Regions from separate parts of the Mus musculus genome. Here all the other regions are linked to region 1. Evidence: chromatin contacts called from public promoter capture Hi-C data. All regions are on one chromosome and are shown on one strand. The core of a region is the stretch at or near the end of the contact, and the rest is flanking DNA. Distances in the headings are between cores, read along the strand shown.

Region 1 (4,181 bases), core at 55-2,554:
CGTGGAGAATTTAAGGCTTTATTTTAAATTTTTGTCTATAAAAGTCTTTCAATCAACCCAATGAGTATGACTTCCATGCTTGGTGATGGGGAAATGATGCAAAATAGGCCTCTAAGTACCATTTTGATTACTTCGTCAGACACAGAAGTAAACCTTCCAAGTTTAACAGCCTCAATAAGAGAACTGAAGTAACCATTACCAATGATACGAAAATTGACAAGGGGGGGGTGGGATTTAAGAATAAAGGTAGTATATTTAAGCCAAACCTGGATATTCTTCCTAACACTATCCTTGGAAGTTCCAGTCAAATGAGCCAAATACCTTACTTAACATACATCCCTTACATAATCGTCTCATTTAAAGGCACATCTATTCTGTTCCATACTACCCTAATTTTTAAGGGTCTTTCTCTTGGCCTTCACATCTTCTCCACCTGGATACAGCACTAACTGTTGCCAAATGAATGAATGAAATAAACATGTTCTAACTGACCAGGTACTTGGTGGAAGCTGATCTCAAAACACAATAGACCGGCAGACCAGAATTCTACTGAAAAGATCACTTAATTTCAGAAGTAAAAATAGAAACTACCGGACACTGTGCAGTCAACATGATATTAAATTCCCGGTGGGATGGGAAACTTTCGGGAATAACAATGTAATGCGTTCCTTACGGTACTTTACAATGGACTTGGTTCTACCTTGTCTGGACTAGGAACCCAAGCGCAAGACAAAGGGACAGCGGCGGGGGAAAGTCAAAAGGTCAGCGGCAGGCGCCCCTCTCAAGGCGCGGCCCGCAGGCCGGCGCGCTCGCGGCCACCCGGCTCTTCTCGGCGTCGCGGCACTCACGTCCGCACAAAGAAACCGCCCACAGTCAAAACACGCTCCCCGTGGGTGCGGGAGACGTATGCACGGTCGCGTCGGCCCGACCTCCGCGGGAGCACCTCCGAACTTGCCGCCCACCCGCTCCATTTCCCCCCGCGCGACGTGGAAGCCGGCCGGAGCGGTGAAGCCAGGTCGCGCGGAGTGGACCACGCCCCCCGCTGCCCCCGCCGCCCGCGCTATTGTTCCCGCGCCGCCCCCGCCCCGCGCGCGTTCCCGGGAGGGGGTCACGGCCGGGGAAAAGCGGCGGCCGCCCGAGCCGCGGCGCCCGCGCACTCACCCGGCAGTGCAGCCAACGGCGACCTGGAAGCCCGTAGCGGAGAACGGCGCCGTCCTGCGGTGGCCGCGGCCGCTACTCAATCCTGTTCGCGGCTCCGCGTTTCGGCCGCAACGTCCGGCCTCGGCCGCTCCGCTGACTAACAGAGACGCGGGCCGTCAACGCGCACGCCCGCCCACGTCATCGCGCAGGGCCCCGCCTCCGCGCCGGCGAGCGGCCTAGGGGCGGGCCAGCCCCGGGGGCCCGGATTACGAGGGCGTGGCCCCGCGACTTGGGCGTGGCTACACTGGGGGGCGGGCTGCAGTAGCGGAGGTTTTCCCCTGAGGGCGGGGCCGCGAGCAGCGTCTGGGCGGCCGCGTGTGAGGGGCGGGGCCGGGAGCAGCAGGGGGCGGGTCTGCGATGGCACGTGGCGGCGCGTGGCGGCGAAACACCAGTCATAGCTTAAGCCTGCATGGTTGCTAGCCTCGCGGGGAGGAGGGGTTAGTGTTTGAAGGTCAGGCACGCGTGCCAGGGCACACACCTGAACCACGGAGAGTCCTGGTTTGACAGATACTCTTCAAGGGCCTACCACCCACCAAGGAGTAGATGTTCTCTAGCTCCCTGGAAGAAGTTACCTCCTTTTACCCCCCAAACCCTCCTGCTCCAGATTTTTTGCCTTACCTGATTTACCTGCAAGTCCTTGCGGCTCTCGCAAATATTAACTATTCACGGATAAACTGACGAGCCTCGACAATGGATGGAAAGGTATTTAAATCACTATCATTCATGAGGCAAAATATATTTAGCACTTTAAAGAGTTCAAAGGCATTCTCGCCAACAACGGAGAATATCACTAAGAGAAAGAAGCAACACATACATATAGAATGATTCTACGTTTATATAAAATATATTACATGCACAGTATATTAAACTTGGAAAAAAAGTATGACAATTGCTTTGACAGTAGGAAATAAAGGGCAGTCTCTCTTACACCTGTGTAGTATACTGTGATTTCCAAAATATACAAATATGTATTGAGTAAATTCAGGTAGACTGTTCCCATTACATGTTAAAATGGTCTTTCTCCAGGGATGCTATCATGAAGCAAATGTGAGCACTCATTCATTTATTCTCCCCCCATTTTATCTCTCAGCAATTTTTTAATTTTAATTTCTTATTTCTCCAGTAAATATTTTATTGCTTGCCTATTCTCTTAAAGGCAGTGTACTAGCACTAGCAATAAGTAGAACTTATAGAGAATTCTTGTGGTATCAAGATAATAAACTATACACCAAATCAAATCGACACTAAAATGCAAATTAAGGACACATCCAACTATGAAAGGAACCAATGTATTAATAAGGCCAGGAAAGCCTTCTCTAAGGAGCTGCCTCCTAATTTGAGAACAGGTTTGACCAGGGATTATGTCCGAGTTAACTTGATGTGCGAACAAGGAGTTCCAGAACGGGGTAGACTGGGAAAACTGAAGACAGGCCAGCTCTATTGGGACACCAAAGAAGACATTGCAAAATGAGAAGACTGATAAAAACAAAATCCTGTGTTGGAGGTGTTTTTATTACAGGTGTAATGGGAAGGCCCTGGTATGTCTTCAGCAGTGGAGAGCATGATTGTACTGACATCTTGACAAAAAACAAACAAACAAACCTCTTATCACAGAATGCTTTTCTTGATCTCTCAAGGTGGGCCTCTTCTCCCTCTACAATTCTTACTAAAAACTTTCTTCTCTTCCAGAGTATGTTTCTACTTATAGTTCATAGGTCAAAGGTACTGCAGGACATGTATAGATCCCCTGTGGTGGCAAAGACAGCACCCTTTTGTTGGGGTTGGTCTTGTGCACTGTGTATTCAGATGCTGAGTTCTGCACCCCAAGATCAGGCTGCAGTCTGAAAGTGGGCATTGTGCTGTCAAGAATGCTCCCCAGTAATCTCTGATTGGTGAATAAAAGGCTAGAGCTTGTGTCTGGGCAGGGGACAGAGGAAGGCAGGACTTCAGAGAGAGTGAGTGGATCTCAAGTAGAGACCAAGAGGAGGACAGAGGAGAGGGAAGAAGGAGGTCGCCATGAGTCAGGATGGACCATGAGCACATGGCCAAGAGAAGCTGAGGACAGACATGGAGCAGAACCAGACTCAGATGGCAGGTGACAGGGCATTTACCTTATTATTAATATCCTAACGGTGGGGGTTGGAAAAGCTCAGAACCTGTCCTGCACAGTGCCAGCAGTTTGTTAATAAAGTCTGATGTTTCTGTGTTGCTTACTCAGGAGCTATATGGGATAGAGTGGGGCAGAACACTCTCCCCCCTCCCCCATAAAATTACCACTCTACCCTCTTCCTGGCCTTTTCCTTCGGATGACTTTAGGGAAGACCCACTGTTATGGCTTCCCCTGTCTGTTCCATTGGCAAATCTCTCCTTATCCTTGAGATGCCAAACTGCAATTCCTACCAGATGGGCAAGCATGCATTCTATCAATAACCCTTGGCAGAAGGATGCCTATGAATTTCTAGCTTTTGCCAAAAGTACCTCAATTAGAGGTTGGTTTTGAAACTGTTCTTTATGGTGCCAGTAAGTGACAGGAGCTTCTAACACCCAGTTAAAGAACCCTTGTCTGTGGGAGGCAGGATTTTGAGGCCCTCAGCAAGCAGGTATGATACATGTGCCTACTGTCTCATTGCCAGGGCCCTGTAATAGAACAGGATTTGCCTCACCTCCCCAACTCAGAGATGATCCCGGAGGCCCTCTGATGCTAATGAAAAGACACAGAGCCTTCAGGAGAGCAGAGGTGAGAAGACAAATTGTTCTCTAATACAGTAGGATAACCAAGATGAATGATACTCAGTTATGTATTTCTCTTTTTTTGTTTTTGTTTTTTTTTTTTGGTTGTTTTGTTTTGTTTTGTTTTGTTTTTTTACGAGACAGGGTTTCTCTGTGTAGGCCTGGCTGTCCTGGAACTCACTCTGTAGACCAGGCTGGCCTCAAACTCAGAAATCCACCTGCCTCTGCCTCCCAAGTGCTGGGATTAAAGG
Region 2 (4,330 bases), core at 684-3,183, 1.1 Mb after region 1:
AATAAGTCCACTCCTGGCAGCCTCCACAGGACGGGTTATGGATGACTGCACTCTAATCTTACTTCAATTTTGCTCTATTTTGCAATTTCTCTTTAGTGACTATTTATTACTTTTGTAAGAAAAAACTTCAAAATGTTAATATGATTTGAAAAGAAAATATAACAGCCTGAGAGAAGAGCAAAATTATAGAAAAGTTTTTGTAAACTATAAGATCCTAAGTACATGTGTACTTTTAAAAATCCAATACCAGCCTGGTCTACAGCCACTTGAAGGCCAGCCTGAGCTATGTATTGAAACTCTGTATCAACACAACAGGAACAACAACAACAAAAACAACAAGACAACAGAGAGGATAATTCATGCCCCAATCGGTAAGAAAAGGAAATGAATCAAAATGTTAACTAGTAAGTGGGAGGAGGTCCTCTAGAAGGAAAATAGAATGGAGAAGAAATCCAAACCAAAGATCAACCAGTGAACTCTTCACTCTTAAAAGGGTAGGGAGAAGGAAAGAAAGTTAAAAAGGTCTCCCCCTAGATTTGGGGGGGGGGGGGCGGCGGCGAGGATATAAAACAGAGTACAGGTTTAATTAAAAACCCATTCCAATTTTAAATCTGTTTTCCATAAACTCTGGGTTCCCAAGAAGTGTTCATAGTTTAGTTCTGACACTAAAAAAAAAACAAAAAAACAAAAACTAAGATAGTTTTGTTCAACATCTTTTAGTTCGAGAACAATGATAAGCATTAAATTACCTTTTATTTTATCTCGAAGTTTAATTTCCCCTCACGAGCAAACACAAGTCGGTTTACAACTGAAGCAACACAGGAGTTCGTGAATAACTAGACAACGCTCCTAGGTCTTTGCACAATTTTGCTTTAGTAAGAAGGCCATACTCTTGAATACGACGTCCCTGGGTTCAATCCCGGCTCACTTATCTAAGTTATTTAAACCTCTGCGTCTCGGTTTCCTCTTCTAAAGCAACAAAGAATACAATAACCAGGGTTATCTTAAGAAGTAAATGGCGTGACACCGGTGCTAAGTTCGTATCATGTAGTCAGAACGGTTTGTAAGCTGTTTAAAAGAGAAAGCCTGCAGCTCTTTAACCAAATGAAAAAGATCCACACCACGACTTACAAGTCACAAAAACGCCAGGCACGACTAACACACGGCGTTATTATTTTTCTTCCCTGCCGCGTTGGAGGTTTGGGATTTTTGGTTTTGGTTTTTTTTTTTTAATTTTTAATTTTCCTTTTCTTTGCCAGATCTTTCCGCTAGGAGTCTGAAACGGGGGTTGGGGGGATGTAACGCAACCCAGCACAAAGTTTTACGAAATCGAAGTGCAGAATCACAACAGACATGGCAGCGGAGGCCGCGCAGAACAACAGGTGAACCAACTCGCAGGGACGGAGGGGGAAACCCGGCGCCTTCCCGCAGCCAAGTTGGCGGGCGGGCCGAGCACTTCGCCCGGCCTCCGTCCCCGCACTGAACACGCTTCGTTCTCGTTCTCTAGCAGGGTCCCGAGACCCAGTCCCCGCAGCAGCCGCCGCGCAGCTCCGGAGCGGGAGCAGAGCACCGTTCCCATTTAAGGCTTCCAGAAGCGTCCCCGGAGTGGTGCGAAGGCGAACAAAAGGGCAAGCGCGGGCGGGCCGGGCCGCGGGGCCGGGGGGTCTCTCCCGCAGGCCCCGCGGAGGCGCGTCGCGGCCTCCCCTGCGCCGCCACCGTCGCCCCCAAACTTCGCCGGCCTCCCGCGGCGCACCCGCACTCCGTCGCCACCCGCCAACTCACCGGGATCCCGAGAAACTCATCCTCCGGCGCTCGGCGCGGGCGGGCACGGACAGCCGCGGGGCGGCGGGGCCCGGCTCGGCCTCCGCCCTCGGCGTGCAGCGGCCCGGGCCCGGTCGCCCCTCGCGCGGCCGTACAGTCGTCGTCTCGCGCGGGGCCGACGCGCGGGAGCTCGAGCCTCCCTCCCCGCCCTTCCCTCCTCCCTCCGCCCTCCTCCTCCTCCTCCTCCGCGCGGCGGGCAAGCAGATTCCAATCTCTGCCGCCTCAGCCGCGGAGGACGCTCGCTCGTTCGCGGGGCGGGGGAGGGGCAGCGGGGGAGGGGGGAGGGGCGGCTCGGGCGAGCAAGAGGCGCCGGCGCGCGCGCACTGGGAAGGGCCCGCCAGCTCTGCGCGCACCCGCGCCGGGGCGCCGGCCCCGCCCCGGACACGAACCGAGCCGAGAGCTCGGCGGAAGCGCCCGAAGGGCCCGTGGAGTTCGGCGCCCCTCTGCCGGGAAGGAGGCCCGGCCGCCGGCACGGGGGCGCCAGGTTTGCCGAGGGGAGGGGGTCGCCCCTCAGCGCACGCCGCCGCCGCCACCGCACGCGTGACGGAGGGGCCCACTGGGGCAAAGCTGCGTGAAGTGGACGATGCGGGCACACTCCTTCTAGAGCCGGAGCTCGGGCTCCACGGGAGAAGCGGCCCGGTGGCTCCGAGGGCACCGAGGCTCCCGGTGCGGGATCGGTTGCCCGTCTCGTAGTTGTGGTTGCAAAGAAAGATGTAAGGCACACTGCATTCATTACTCACCCCCTCCCTTCCCCGTCCCCCGGTGCTCTCTGGTTCTGGCCCGCCGGGAGGAACGTGGAGGTGCACGCGTTCTCCGGATCACGTAGCGAAAGCCTGGTTTCGGCCCGGGGGCCCCGCCGCTGGGGTGGCTTGTGATCCGCGGGCCTGCGAATTCCTCGGGCGTAAGATAAGGAGCGGCGAGAGCCGGCTGAACTGAAGTCAGCGGACTATAAATACGACTCTCAATCCACCTTTGGCTCAGCCGAGTGACCTCGGATACCCTCCCGAGGCTCTTTCCATCCTTTTAGAAAAATGCAAAGAACTGTCACTACCTCTTTTCTCCCTTTCCCCTCTCATTCGCCATGCAAAATGCCCTTAAAAGTATTCAGTGGCCTGTGGATGAAGAAGGAAAAGATAATCCCTTTTTAAACCAGTCGTTAAATATATAACCTCTTCCGTTTAAGTATTTCAACAAATATTTCGTATTCGTTCTGTTAATTCACTTTTCTGAGAAAACTATAAATCTCTTGGGAAATTGTTTAAAATAGACAGAAGAAAGAGTGAAGGAAGAAACTGTGCCAGGCACTTCATACTTGTGTATTTACACACATTCTGGCCTGGAGGGAAAAAGCAAAACAAAACTTAGATCCCACGGTATTCCCTCATATTCAGCTGAAAATATGTACAGTCCCTTATATTCTAGTTTTAACTAACTGTCCTTCGTGCCCCCTTTCTCCTCCGTCAGCTTTTGCCTTTAGGGCCATCAGTGCCTCCATTGTCTTTTGTTACATTTGAGTCACATTCTCTCGTCTTTTTTCTGAGCTGTCTGGGTCTTGAGTCATTGCAATATTCTCACTGCACTGAAGGAATAGTGTGATATCAGAGAGGTTTCTTGCATCCACTAAAAATGGTGACTTTTCTTTCCGGATATTTCTATATACCACCCCTCTTGAATTTGAAAAGAAAGAGCAGACCTTTTGTTCTAAGAGATTTGAACTCGTTGGCCAAAGGCCTTATGCCTATCCATGTGTTATGACAGAGAAGACCATGGCAAGTGAACCAAATGGTGTGACTTCTGCATCCTAATTTGATTTGCGGGCTAGAATCAGTCTGTGAAATAGACAAGAATCTCAGGTTGGAGCTTTAGTGTACCAAGACTGGAATACACACACTGGTGTTGCCTGATTTGAGTTACATGCTACTGAAATAAGAGCAAAGTGGGCACGGAGCTTTATTAAGTCATAGCTTTCTTCTCCACAAAAAAAAGATCCTTTTCAAGTGTTTGGGACTGTAGCTTGGCTTTCTCACGTTCTCCTTAAATCAACTCACCTAGTACCCAGACTTAACTCCTTAGCACATCACAGTCCACAGCCAAGTGAACTGGGCCAGGACATGGTTTGCTTTTGGGTTCCTGGCATGTATCAGCATGCCAGCCTGTTTCTCCGGTTTGCCTGCCCACTAAATGAACAGAGCCAGAAGCCCAAGGAGACATCTGGACACGTATGGTCTGGCCCCCAAAGTCAAAGGCAACACTTCAAGGTCCAATTTAACATTCTGTAATGCCGTAGAATTCCTTTAAGTAGGTTAATAGAAGGGACTAGAAATGAGCCTTTTCCTCTGGGCAGTCAGTTTTATCCCAGGTTCTAAAACTGGCATTTGTTGCCTAAGCAAACCAGGAAGCATTCCTACCTGATACTGATAGCTCCCAGCTCCTCCACAACACTTTTTTTTTTTTTTTTTTTTTGGTTTTTTGAGACAAGGTTTCTCTGTGTAGCTCTGGCTGTCCTGGA
Region 3 (4,153 bases), core at 1,576-4,075, 1.2 Mb after region 1:
GGTCAAGGGTTATGCTTAGATACTGACATCGGGTCATTCTTTCAGTAGTAGGAATTTAGACACAACTAAGTTCTATCACTTAAGATAAGGACCCTATAAAGGGTGCCAAAGACTGTTTCTTTAATTAACCTTTCCACTTTTGCTTCACTCAGCTTCAAAACCCACTAAGTGCAGAATACTAGCAGGGCTAGGCCAGAGGATATTTCTCTTGGTTTTGGAACCTCCTCCAGGAAGATCTTGCAACTACCCCTCTCTACCTCTTTTGGCTTTTTGATCTTACCTTTTCCCTCTGATGATAATTACCCTCTAATTAGCACCCACCACCATGTCATCTAAATAATTAACCTAAGTGCAGACTGCACCTCTGCCTGCCATCTTCAAACAAATGATAAAACAATATCCTAAGCTGCTGATTAAAAAGACAAAATTGGCCCAAATAGGTCATATATGTATACCATATATAGTGCAAGACTGGTTCCTTAGCATAAGTTAAGAGGCGATGGCCTGCTGTGAAGTCAGTCAGGCTGATACTGGGGAAACTGCAAATGCAAGAATGTAAGTTATGAACTTAGGATCAAAAGGAAAACAATTCAAGTGTTGAAAATCCACCTTAAATTCCTATTGGGAAGTGCTCATGTTTTTTATTTTTAAGAGGGTGGCAGAAGGGAGTGCCAAGGGCATCTAACCAAGGGCATGCTGGAGAAAAACTCTACTATTAACTTATCCTCTCAGTCAGAAGTTTTTATTTTTCCTTTTTAGCTTTGTTGGAAAAATCCATTGACTACAGTGGAGGGAGCTTGAAATTTGAGGAGTCTTTAAAAGCAAATCTGGCAGAAGAGGTTGTCTTTTCACTAAAAGCAATTAGTAGTTTTCTAATTTCTCAGATGAGTCTCCATTAGCTGCAAGGCCAATGACTGACCACTCACTTCTCCTAAGGGAAACTGTTTTAGAAAGCTATTTTCTCATTGAAGGTTTAAAATAAAACCTCTCCAAGTTTCTCAACCAGGTGATTCACTGACATGAAAAAAAGTCTCTGCAGAAGAAAACTTAAAAATACTCCGTCCATCATTCACTACCTTCTTGTCCGGGACTAGTTAGTTGAAAACCCAAACCAAAACAAACAATCCGTCCCCCCCAAACCAAAACTTTATTATGAACAATTTGAGACATAAATACTGGTATGATAGCATATGTGTACATATCCCACAGCTCCAACATCGAAGGACATCCTCAGTTAATTTATTCCCTTCTTTCCCAGTTTCCAGAGGCTTAGTCTAAAACAAAATAAACGTATTGGATCATTTTACCTATCAACACTTTAGTGTGTGTGTGTGTGTGTGTGTGTGTTTTAAATTTAAAGCCACATTACCGTAAGCACGTTCGATAAGGATGACGATAATTCCTTAGTAACATAAAATACTCGGGGAGCGGGGGTGGGGTGGGGGTGTGGGGTGTCATTGCTAACAGGTAGGGGACAGAACTCCGTAGTGGGGACTGAACAAGAAAGGAGAGAGAGGATGAAGTGGCCGGCTGAAGCGGATCCCGGCTGCGAGGAGACCAGCACCCGACTGCTCCAGGTTTCGCTGCTCGTTTACCTGCGTTGGCTCTCTCGCACCGTCAGACCAGGTCAAAGGCGGCCCCAAGTTCCCCGCCTCCAAGGTCCGGGCGGTGGCCCAGCAGGCTCGGCGCAGCTGCACAAGTCTCTGTCCCTAGACACCGGAGGGTCCCTGGAGGGGAAACGATTGACACAGCTGCCTGCACTGTGCCGCGAGCCTTCCCGCGCTGCACCTGCGTCTCGTCGCGTGGCTAGGAACTGGGACTGGCTCCGGAGTCGGTGAAGTCCAGCAGGCCCTTAGCCAGAACCTATACCGTTCGCCAGCTCCGGAACCGGGCTTTAGACACCAGGACCTTGCGGAAGAGAGAACTACAACTCCCGTCGGGCCACGCGGTCCGACCAATGGTGGTAGCCGGCGCGTGCGGGGCGCGGCGCCTGCGCGGCGGTTTGAGTAAGAGGCCGTACGATTGGCTGCGGAGTCGGGCGGCCGCGCGGGGCCTGTGGGAAGCGGAGTGACGGAGCGAGCGGCTGTTGGAGGAAGGAGGTGGGGGGCCGGGAGCGCAAATGGCGTTGAGATGGTTCAGGGCCCTGTTCAAACTCCAGCGCTGACCATTCACCGGCGGAGGCGGCGGCGCAGAAGGCGGCGGCGGCCCAGCGGGGGCACGTAGCGGGCTCGGCACCGGCGGCGGCCGCCAGGGAGGCCTAGGCCCTGTCCGGCCGGCGCGCCTGAGGTGGGGAGGGAAGTTGCGGGGCCGCCGCTCACCCCCCACCCCCCCTGTCGCCCGAGCTTCCTATTTACCGAAGCGGAGCCGCGGACTGTGACGGCAGCAGAGCCCCTCGCCCCTCTCGGTGGCACCGGTCGGCACTGGTCTCTCGCGCGGGGCTCCCGCGCCCGCCCGCGGGCCGTTGGGAGCCGGAGAGGCGGAGGCGGCCCGAGGCCAAAGCACCCGCCAGGCGCCGAGGGTAAGTGAGGTCTCGGGCGGCTGCCTAGGCCCGGAGTGAGTTGGGGCGGGTGGAGGCGGCAGGGGCGGCGCGAGGCTCGTTGCTCACCTGGCTTCTAAGGAAGTTGGGCACCGGAGGATCGCAAGAAACTCTTTCCCTTCCCACCTCTTAATTTTGCCTTTTGAGTTCTTCTCCGGCTACTTGATTTGACTTCTCTTTTCCAAACCCGGTCCGGTTGATTTGAGTCCCGAATTCTTTTTCCCCGTCGTCTCCTCCGCCTCTAGCCGTCACCGAGAGGCCTTGCTTCGGGGACTCGGTAGCAGAAGCTTCCGGGGCGTCCGAAGCGACATCCCTTTCCTAGGCTGTGGGGGTTGGGAGGAGAAAAGTTGCGTGAGTGTCCAGCCCGAGGGGTGTCTCGGCTCCAGCCTCCGGGCGCACTCGCAGCCTCAGGTGAGGGTTTCTGTTTGCCCATTCCACTCTCCTCTCTTTATTGAAGCCCCCCTAATGCATTACCTTGGGTGTCTTTCCTGGAAGTGGCTAGGTTTCTTTACAGCTTCAGTGTAAGGAGGTTGGTTGGTTGTTTTGTATACCCTTTCCCTAATTTAAATCGCAGTGCACTTCCATCAAAAGTCAGCTGGGCTTTGGGATGAAGCGAAGGCCTCCCAAATCGAAAACAATCAGTTGTGAACCTTCTTTTCCTTTTTAGTTAGGACTGTTGGTGAAATTTGAAGCCAGAACAAGATAGTGTGTCTGAAATGTGCGTAAAACGTCATGCCAAATATATATGCTGAATTTGTACATATGTTAAGCTTAGATAATGCCATCGCAGTAGTCTGCTGACTTTTTAAAATGGACGTTATGGAAAACAGTAAAAGCAATCACGTAACTCTTGTACTCATATCTCCTGGATTCTGTACATAATAACTCAACCATATTTTCTAATCAGTACGCTCCCCATTCCTTAATATTAAAAAAATCACTGATATTTCATCAATATTTAATGATGTTAATACATCAGCGAATATTTCTGAGACGTGATCTTTTAAAAATACAGTTGTCTTATTACTTAGCTCAGTATCATATATTCATTTGCAGATCTTAATCTTGCACAGTGAATGCTTTACTGTTTTTTACGGTGAGTTTTTCAGATGTCATAAAGAAGATCAAGTCTAGATTTTTTTTTTTTTTTGGCTTTAGTCAGCATTTTTAGATGATTGCCATGTATGTGTGCCCAAAACATTCCAACTTTGTTGGAATGTATATATGTGTGTAGGTCTGCGTGTCTGTAGTCAGCTTAAAGAAATGACTTTTCTTGCCTTTGGCAGCTGCCCAATTACACTTGGTTTTGTTTAATAGGCTATACTTAACAAGAAAGACAATGAAGCTTGTTAGTGTTCAGAACTACAAAATGGAAACTCTCTGAGGAAAGCTAAAATTTCTTTTAGCACAGATGTGTACGATGACTAAATTATTATTTTATCTGATCAGAGTTGTTTTCCTTTCAAACATTAGGGTGGTGGTGAGTTGTCTTCTGAATATTTGCTGAACTAAATTGGATAGTGATTCGTTAAGTTATAAGAACTTAATAGAAATACTAAAAGTGTAGCTCAAAAATATTTGAAAATATAAGTTAAATATTATTCTTATTGTAAGTTT

What was found. Promoter capture Hi-C pulls out the DNA fragments that hold promoters and counts their contacts.
Region 2: a promoter capture Hi-C map of neural stem cells shows a contact between it and region 1. The contact joins the promoter of Bmpr1a here to the promoter of Mapk8 in region 1. A contact is called at or near these places in 1 of 39 promoter capture datasets (neural stem cells) and 2 of 115 datasets of contacts at active chromatin or transcription factors (extraembryonic endoderm stem cells and large pre-B cells).
Region 3: a contact with region 1 is called in a promoter capture Hi-C map of pre-B cells, with 4 times the contacts expected there. The contact joins the promoter of 5830448L01Rik here to the promoter of Mapk8 in region 1. A contact is called at or near these places in 3 of 39 promoter capture datasets (liver, neutrophils and pre-B cells), 1 of 484 Hi-C or Micro-C datasets (CD4 T cells) and 2 of 9 other capture datasets (adipose tissue and liver).

The regions. Positions count from the first base shown.
Region 1 is chr14:33,445,854-33,450,034 of GRCm38.p6, forward strand. It overlaps Mapk8 (mitogen-activated protein kinase 8), which reads right to left and starts at 1,305. Exons shown (of 12, transcript NM_001310454.1): 1 at 1,162-1,305.
Region 2 is chr14:34,500,613-34,504,942 of GRCm38.p6, forward strand. Bmpr1a (bone morphogenetic protein receptor, type 1A) reads right to left here and starts at 1,934. Exons shown (of 13, transcript NM_009758.4): 1 at 1,783-1,934.
Region 3 is chr14:34,671,843-34,675,995 of GRCm38.p6, forward strand. It overlaps 5830448L01Rik (RIKEN cDNA 5830448L01 gene), which reads right to left and starts at 2,826. Exons shown (of 1, transcript NR_165636.1): 1 at 1,129-2,826. Wapl (WAPL cohesin release factor) reads left to right here and starts at 2,086. Exons shown (of 19, transcript NM_001004436.4): 1 at 2,086-2,518.